Linked DNA regions of Anser cygnoides: region 1 is linked to region 2. The links are chromatin contacts, called in public Hi-C maps. All regions are on one chromosome and are shown on one strand. Each heading gives the region's core, a stretch centred on a gene start, on an enhancer-like site or on the middle of the called end of the contact. The rest is flanking DNA. Distances are from core to core; before and after follow the strand shown. Region 1 holds the start of CRADD (CASP2 and RIPK1 domain containing adaptor with death domain). Region 2 overlaps CRADD (CASP2 and RIPK1 domain containing adaptor with death domain).

Region 1 (3,585 bases), core at 150-2,649, 53 kb after region 2:
GAAGCACTCACCAGACTACAGCAAAATAACCAAAAAATAAATAAATCACAAAGCAGATCCCTGCAATTTCTCCCTTCCAGAATTCCCTGTCTGCCTGCGAGCTCACCAAAGTGTTTGCAGAGTTCAAGCCAGGCACCCAGCCACAGCTCAGATGGCATTACCTAAACCCAGGCAGAAAACTCTTTCCAACGCTGTGTAACCCTTCTGCTTCACCCTCGGCAAGGGTCATCCAAAGTCCCAGCCCAAGAGCCTCACCCACGCACTGAGCGAGGAAAAACGAGGTCTCTGGCCACTACGTAACACAAGACCAGCTCCCCTTCCTCGTGGCCAAAGTGGCCAACCCTTCTCAAACATAAGCCTTTTCACACCGTCTCAGTTCGCACCTTCACGCGCCGGGAAATGCCTACTGAGTTATGAAAGTGAAATGGAAATTTCTGCTGAAAAAGGCATTTGGCCCACGGGCTTCAGAGCGAGCCCAGCCCAGGTTTTAAAGCCTGTGGGGCTGCTTCACGCCAAGGCCACTGGCCCAGCAAACCTTCCAGGATGCGGCTTTTTTGATATTTAGGGTCTTTTTAAAGATTAAGTGTTTCTTTATGTGTGTTTACCATGAGGAGGAAGTGTCTGATTCAGGAACTGGAGAGCCAGATAGGGAAACGTTATCGGGATTTCGGTGCACGTAAGTGTAGGGCCAGAGTTTAATGCGAAAGGGAAAGGGCTCCAACTAACATCAATCACAGGCTGTATCTAGAGGTCCAAAGTAAGCTCTCGGGTAAATTTCCTCTAGAGATAGCGGTGCTGGAGGGAACACGAACAGATGAGAGCCCGGTTTAACCAGAAGATGACATTGCTCAAACCTTCCCTGGACACTTCTATGGACCGTGGAGCCCTAGGGTTTTTCGTAGGGCCAAATTTTAACAAGCACACCTGTAAGGTATGCGGAACGAGCACAGCCCTCGCCTTTCCCCCGCACCCACACGCACACCCCGGGATATTCCGGGACCTGCCGCTGCACGGGGTGCCCGTGCAGGGGGCAACCCAGCCCGCAGGCTGCCCCCCCTCCCCGCCCGACCCCCGGCGGCCCCCCCCGGCCCCAGCAGCGCCGTGCTGCCGGTGCCTCCCCGCCGGCTGCCATTCGCCGCCCGCCAGGGCAGGGCCACGGCCCGGCCCGGCCCCGCGGCGGAGCAGAAGGAGCGAGGCCCCCGGGGCGGCGGGCGCCGGGCGGGGGGGAGCCCGCTGCCCCCTGCCCCCGCCCCGTACTTACGGGAGGGAACCGGGGAGCTACCGGCGGCGCCCCCGCCGGGCCCGCTCGGCCGCCACCATCTTTGGTGAGGGCTCCGCCGGAAGCCGCCGCCGCCGCCTCCCTCGCCGCGGGCCGGCCGGGGAAGGGCGGGGGGGGCGCCGCCGCCGCCATGTCGGTTGTGGGCAGCGCGGCGGGCGGGCGGGAGGCGCGGCGGGGAGCCCGGCCCCGGGGGCGGCCGGCGGCCGGAGGGGGCCGGAGGGGGTCGGAGGCACCGCAGGCACCGCGCCTCGGGCGGCAGCGCCGCCTGCTCCGGCGGGACGGGACGGGACGGGACGGGGGCTCAGGGCCCCGGCTCCTCCCGCGGGAGCCCGGCCGGCGGCCGCCGGGGCGTTGGCAGCGCAGGGGGGGATCCGTGGGGAGTAAGGTGGCAGCGGGGCGGAGGCAGGCTGCCTTTGGCACCGTGTGGAGGTGTGTGCGTGCTCGTTTTGTGGCCGTGTGTGTGTGGCGGTTTTGGGGCCGGGGACTGCTGGCGTGGCGGTGTCAGAGCGGTGCCTTGGGTTTCTTGGCCAGCGCCTCTACCTAGGGCTGCTTCCAGGTAATAAACTTCGTGCGAGGGCTTTGGGTGGCTTTTAAATAGTTGATAGATTGTATTTTATTCGAAAATTGATGGATTGTATCATTGAATATTTGATAGGTTATATCTCATTAAGTAATTAATGGATTGCATCTTATCCAATAATGGATATATTACATCTTATTCAATAGCTGATGGATTATATCTTACTCCAATACATCCGTTAACCAAGGTAAATGCTTTTGTCTCGGGCACACGTTAATCTTCTAGGAGGACCAGCTTTAGATCCGTCTGTGTGCTGTGTCCTGAAAGCATGCCGGGAGCAGGCAGCACGCCGTCGGCAGTAACTAACCTTGCTGTTGTAGCCAAAGTGCAGCGTTTAAATTTTCATGTCATGGGTGGTTTGTAATAGTGGCTGCGAGAAAATACATTTGTAAATGATCCGAGCTGACACCAGGGAGCAGAGAACACCGCAGTCAATCTGTAAGATCATCCCTCAGCGCAGAGCTGCATCACTACAGATAGTTTGCTTTCTTAACTTATTGCCTCTCTGACTGCCAAGGTTTGGCTTTCTTTTCCCAATTCCAGTCACCGTCTAAGGAACTGTGTTATATCTAGACTTGCAGTGACCAAACTTGGAGACTTGAGATGTCACCTGGCAGCTGCACTTAATTGCAGATACCGCACCTACATTTTAAACCAGAAAATGAATGCAAGCAGTTACATCACTTGCATTTACTCCGTCTTTTTGCCAGATGAGGCAGCTACGATTATTTATTTTATACTGTCCAAGAATATCTTAGAAAGTTAGCAAAACATAGGGATATGCATGGAGCAACTCCGGTTCCCACTCACATAAATAGGGGCAGCCTCGTTGTCTTTAGTACAGCCAGCATTAGTCACGTCTTTGCTTGCAGTCTAAACATGCAAAGAAGGAAAGTGGTGAAAGGAAACAGATAAGCCTCGGAAGGAAGAGGATAAGAGCAGAGGTCCAAGTCTCATTAAAGGGAAAATCTGGTGTTTCCTTTTCCTTCCACTGGTTTGTAAGTGGTGGAAACTATAAATGCGCTATCAGTGGTTCAGGCTGATCAAGGGATACAAGCCAGGTGTTGATTATGCAGTGTGCTTACACTGCTGCTACAGAACAAGGATGCACACAGGTAAATACCTCAAGTCCGAGGAGACAAGCTCTTACGCTTTTCATTTCAGTTCTGCTTGGGTTCAGCTCTGTCCACAGTTCTTCCAGGTTTGGTCCAAGTTCAACAAAACTTCAAAAGAATGGTTCAGTTCCATTCCAGTTTTAGGGGAAAAAAAGTACTTGAGCCAGGTTGGGTTCGGCTCAGTTCCCCGCTATCTCTGCTCAGATCTGAACACTAAACTTGGCTAAACGTGCAGACTACAGAAGTATTTCCTAGCCTGTGTAGATCAATGAGCCACTGTCAGTCCTGCACATCAGTATCATCAGACTTTGGACCTAAAACCTTGTTCACTGTGGTTCTGCATACGGGGGAATCAGCAGTGGGCTTCAGACCATGCTTCTGTGGACTGCTGAATTCAGCATAGTGAGTCCAAACCTGTGGGAGTCAGGCTAAGCGGCGTCTCTTCTGACAACGCTATTCTCTTTTACACGTGTGTTATTCCAGATCAGAATGCCGCATTTTTAAATAAATATACCACACACTTTTTAAAAGCTCACTTAGTAATCCAAAATCTTTTTAGAAACTCAGTACAAGTATAATAAGCTTATTTAAAAAAAAAAAAAAAGGAAAAA
Region 2 (3,238 bases), core at 724-3,223:
TAAAAGCAGATAATCTTTGACATTTGTGACTGTGCTTTCCCCTGTCCTGACCAACACGTGTGCCAGCAGGATTGGGAAACAGCCTGCACAGGGTGGGTAGGGGCAGAGAGCAGCTGGATCCAAGCTAAATAGAGAATAACCAGTCCAATTCCTCCCTGTTAAACCCGAGCTTTTTGCATCGTGACCGAGTTTAGGCTAGAACCTCTTTAATATGGGGCAATGCTTTATATACAAGTAATTTAGGATTCAGAGGGCAGATGGCTCCAGTTCCAGTAACCACCTCTTCTTCCTCCGGTAAGCTTTAAAATGCTAGTGGTTAGAGCATTTTGGACAGGGAGGGACGGACTGACTCAGTTCCTACTCCCAAGCGCAGTTGCAGCCTGGACGAGTGAGCACATACGATCAATATCCATCAGGAAAACAAAGGAGACAGAGGCCGTGAAAAGGAAGGAAGTCGCACACTAAAACATTTCATTTTTCCATATTTTTCCTCACAAATATCCCAAAACATAACGCAGACAGATTTTTTGCAGAAGTGACCAGGATTTATTAAAGACAGGATATTGATATGAAACATTCATGACCCTCAACAGTATTTCTCTTGGATGGAGTAATGAAGTGAATTTATTACATACCAGTGCCAAGAAGCTCATAATAAAAATACAGATTATAGTTCTCAGATTCATCAACTCAAACCAGATATTTCTGAAAAAAATATGCTGCAGCAGCAGGAAGAATGTAAGTCTCATAAGTTACTTGGGTTACCAAAGCTGCATGTGAAATACGTATTTTATCCAACAACAGGATAAAAAGTAAATGATTTGATTTTAAAATTCCGGAACAAAGGCACTCTGTGAAGACATGAGAAGGAGAACCCTTGTTGTGTTATCCCAGGTGTGGGGCGTAAGGGGGAAGATATATAGTTATGTTGGACACGGACAAAGCAAGCAGAGATTTTATTGCATTGCCAAGTTGCTGATTTTACGAGACTTGAAATAAAACAATAAAAGATGGATAAAGCAAGATAGAGAAATACAGTATCTTCTCAGGAAGCTTGGCTTCAGAGAGGATTCAGACAGAACACGGCCACAGCAGAGCTTGCCATTGATCCTGCCCTGATCGCTCGCTCTCCTATTCTCTTCCGCTTCTGACCTTTGCTTCTTTCTCTGCTGGGCAGTATCTGTGGGGGAATCAGCCAAGGAGGATCCATTTATTAAATTCTTAATAGTGAGCTTTGAATATTTCATTCAGCTTCCGCCACGCTCTCTGCAAAATGGGAATATCCCTCTTCAAAACGTTCCCAGAGCCTGCCTGCATCGCATCTGCATGGTCTGCGTGGCTTCGGGAAGACTGAACACATCAGCGTGCTGTGCAAGAAGGAACTCATACATCTTGAGGCGTGACTGAAGGCACTGTCACACGGAAAGCTTCCACACATCACTGTGTAAGGGACCAACCCTTTAACGACTCAACACTCTTCATAGGCAGACATGCTACCAAGGGGAGAAGTTTATTTTGAAGTTAGTGCCGAGAATTTCCAGGGTTTCTAATTCCTCACTTCTTCCAGCCCATCCTCAGGAAAAGCAATAAATAAATAAATAAATAAATAAATAAATAAAGCAAAGAAAAATAAATCAAAGCAAATACCATGGTGCTTCTAATTTCCCTCCAATACAGAACAGGCAAAAAAGCATTTAAAACTGCTTTAGGTTTGGGAAATTACTAATCATGAGATCTCAAGTGTGTGTCTGTGTTTAGCAGAGAATGTAATGGAAAAAAAAATAAGAGTATTAGTGACTATCCAAGAAAGATTTCAAGAAAACAGGGTGGAAGGGAGTTTGTTTGGATTTAATGTTTCCCCAGCAGCATCTCTAATCCAAACATTACACCACAGGTCAAATGGAGGGGAGCCAGAAAATGAAGCACATTAAAAATAGCCCTTAAAAAGGAAAGTGAAAGTGACCGGTCTCATTCCACCTTTTGTGACCATGAAATGCACATTCTGTGATGAAAACCAAATTTGGGCTCTGGTGCCATCACTGACTGTACGTAAATACAGCAACCTATGCATGCGCAGTCCAACAGAAAAATACAGAGGCAGCTTTAAAATTCTTCCAGACTTAGAAATCCGAGGTGGTATTACTGCTTGTAAGTAAACTTACATTAAAATATTTCTTTTTTTAACTGATAGGATTGATTTAGAAATCGCGTTATATCAAAAAGCTGTCACATGTCAGTTTTAAATACATTAACTTAGTTCGACAAGTCAGCGCTATAAAAACGAAACAAATATTATGCCACATTTGAAATACAATGAACTGTCCTCAGCCCGTTGTCCTAGCGCTTCCAAGCCGCCTCCTCGCAGGCAGAGAAGTTCAGCAAAGCTCTCACGAGGCTGCCTGCCACCAAGACCAGAGAAAAGGCATCTGGCAGCTGCCTTGGTAGCAATTTATAGCCATAAGGTTAAGTCTTCACAGCCCTGTATCCGAGCTAACAGCCTGGTTCACACATTGCAGTACTCAGTTTTCTTCTGGGTGCTCCTTTGAACTGAAGGAAATTAACCTTTTTTAATGTTTGCTAACACTCAGACTTTGCATCCTGATGCTGATAGAGTCTCATTTCGCCTTTATTTCAGGGGGCCAGGAATTAGAAGAAGTTAAGGGGAGAAAAAGCATCGTGGCCATGGAAGGCAGTGCCATTGCCCCTAGCAGATCCACCCAGACAGGAGAACCGCAGTCCCCCTCAGAGCCTCTCAAACTGTTGCAAAATGCCTGTAAGGCATCTTTTCTCTCTTCTCCAGGTGCTCCTTGAGAACGAGACGTGCACCATTAAACAGGGAGCCAGAGGGTTAAGCACCACATTGCCTGAAGGGCAGAGCACTGGACAAGCAAAGAGGCCTGAACAAGCAAAATGCCTTAGTCAAAGAAAAGGCAATTCCAAACTTCTTGTCACTGAGGAAAAAAAAAGCGATCTCACCAGAGGATGAAATGACCAGCAACTTGCAGCAACAAAACAAGAACTATTTGAGCGAAAAATCTGAAGCATTCTCAGGGAGTGCTGACAAAGCTTGAAAAAATTAATCTCTCCTGAGGCTGGAGGGAGACTCCCTGAGAGGGGGGACACCTGCCCATCCTGACGTGTCATCTTGTGGGAAAAGCAGCTAGGGAGAAAAAACCGAGCAAAGGCGAGTTCTCTATTCTGGAATTCACCCAGACAGGGAAACTTGTTCAAGTGCTGC

Evidence for each region. Hi-C and Micro-C count contacts between places; a contact is called where the count stands out from the background.
Region 1: a contact with region 2 is called in a Hi-C map of liver, with 1.6 times the contacts expected there. The contact joins the promoter of CRADD here to the enhancer-like site in region 2. A contact is called at or near these places in 2 of 7 Hi-C or Micro-C datasets (both in liver).

Annotation. Positions count from the first base shown.
Region 1 is chr1:48,929,987-48,933,571 of Taihu_goose_T2T_genome, forward strand. It overlaps CRADD (CASP2 and RIPK1 domain containing adaptor with death domain), which reads right to left and starts at 1,400. Exons shown (of 3, transcript XM_066995067.1): 1 at 1,262-1,400.
Region 2 is chr1:48,876,053-48,879,290 of Taihu_goose_T2T_genome, forward strand. The region is part of intron 2 of CRADD (CASP2 and RIPK1 domain containing adaptor with death domain); the gene reads right to left. Among named protein-coding and RNA genes, the nearest start is that of CRADD, 54 kb to the right of the region's middle. Within about 2 kb of position 1,974, at least 1 of the 3 cell types and tissues checked has open chromatin away from gene starts, as enhancers often do. A contact at or near this core is called in liver, where this site is marked.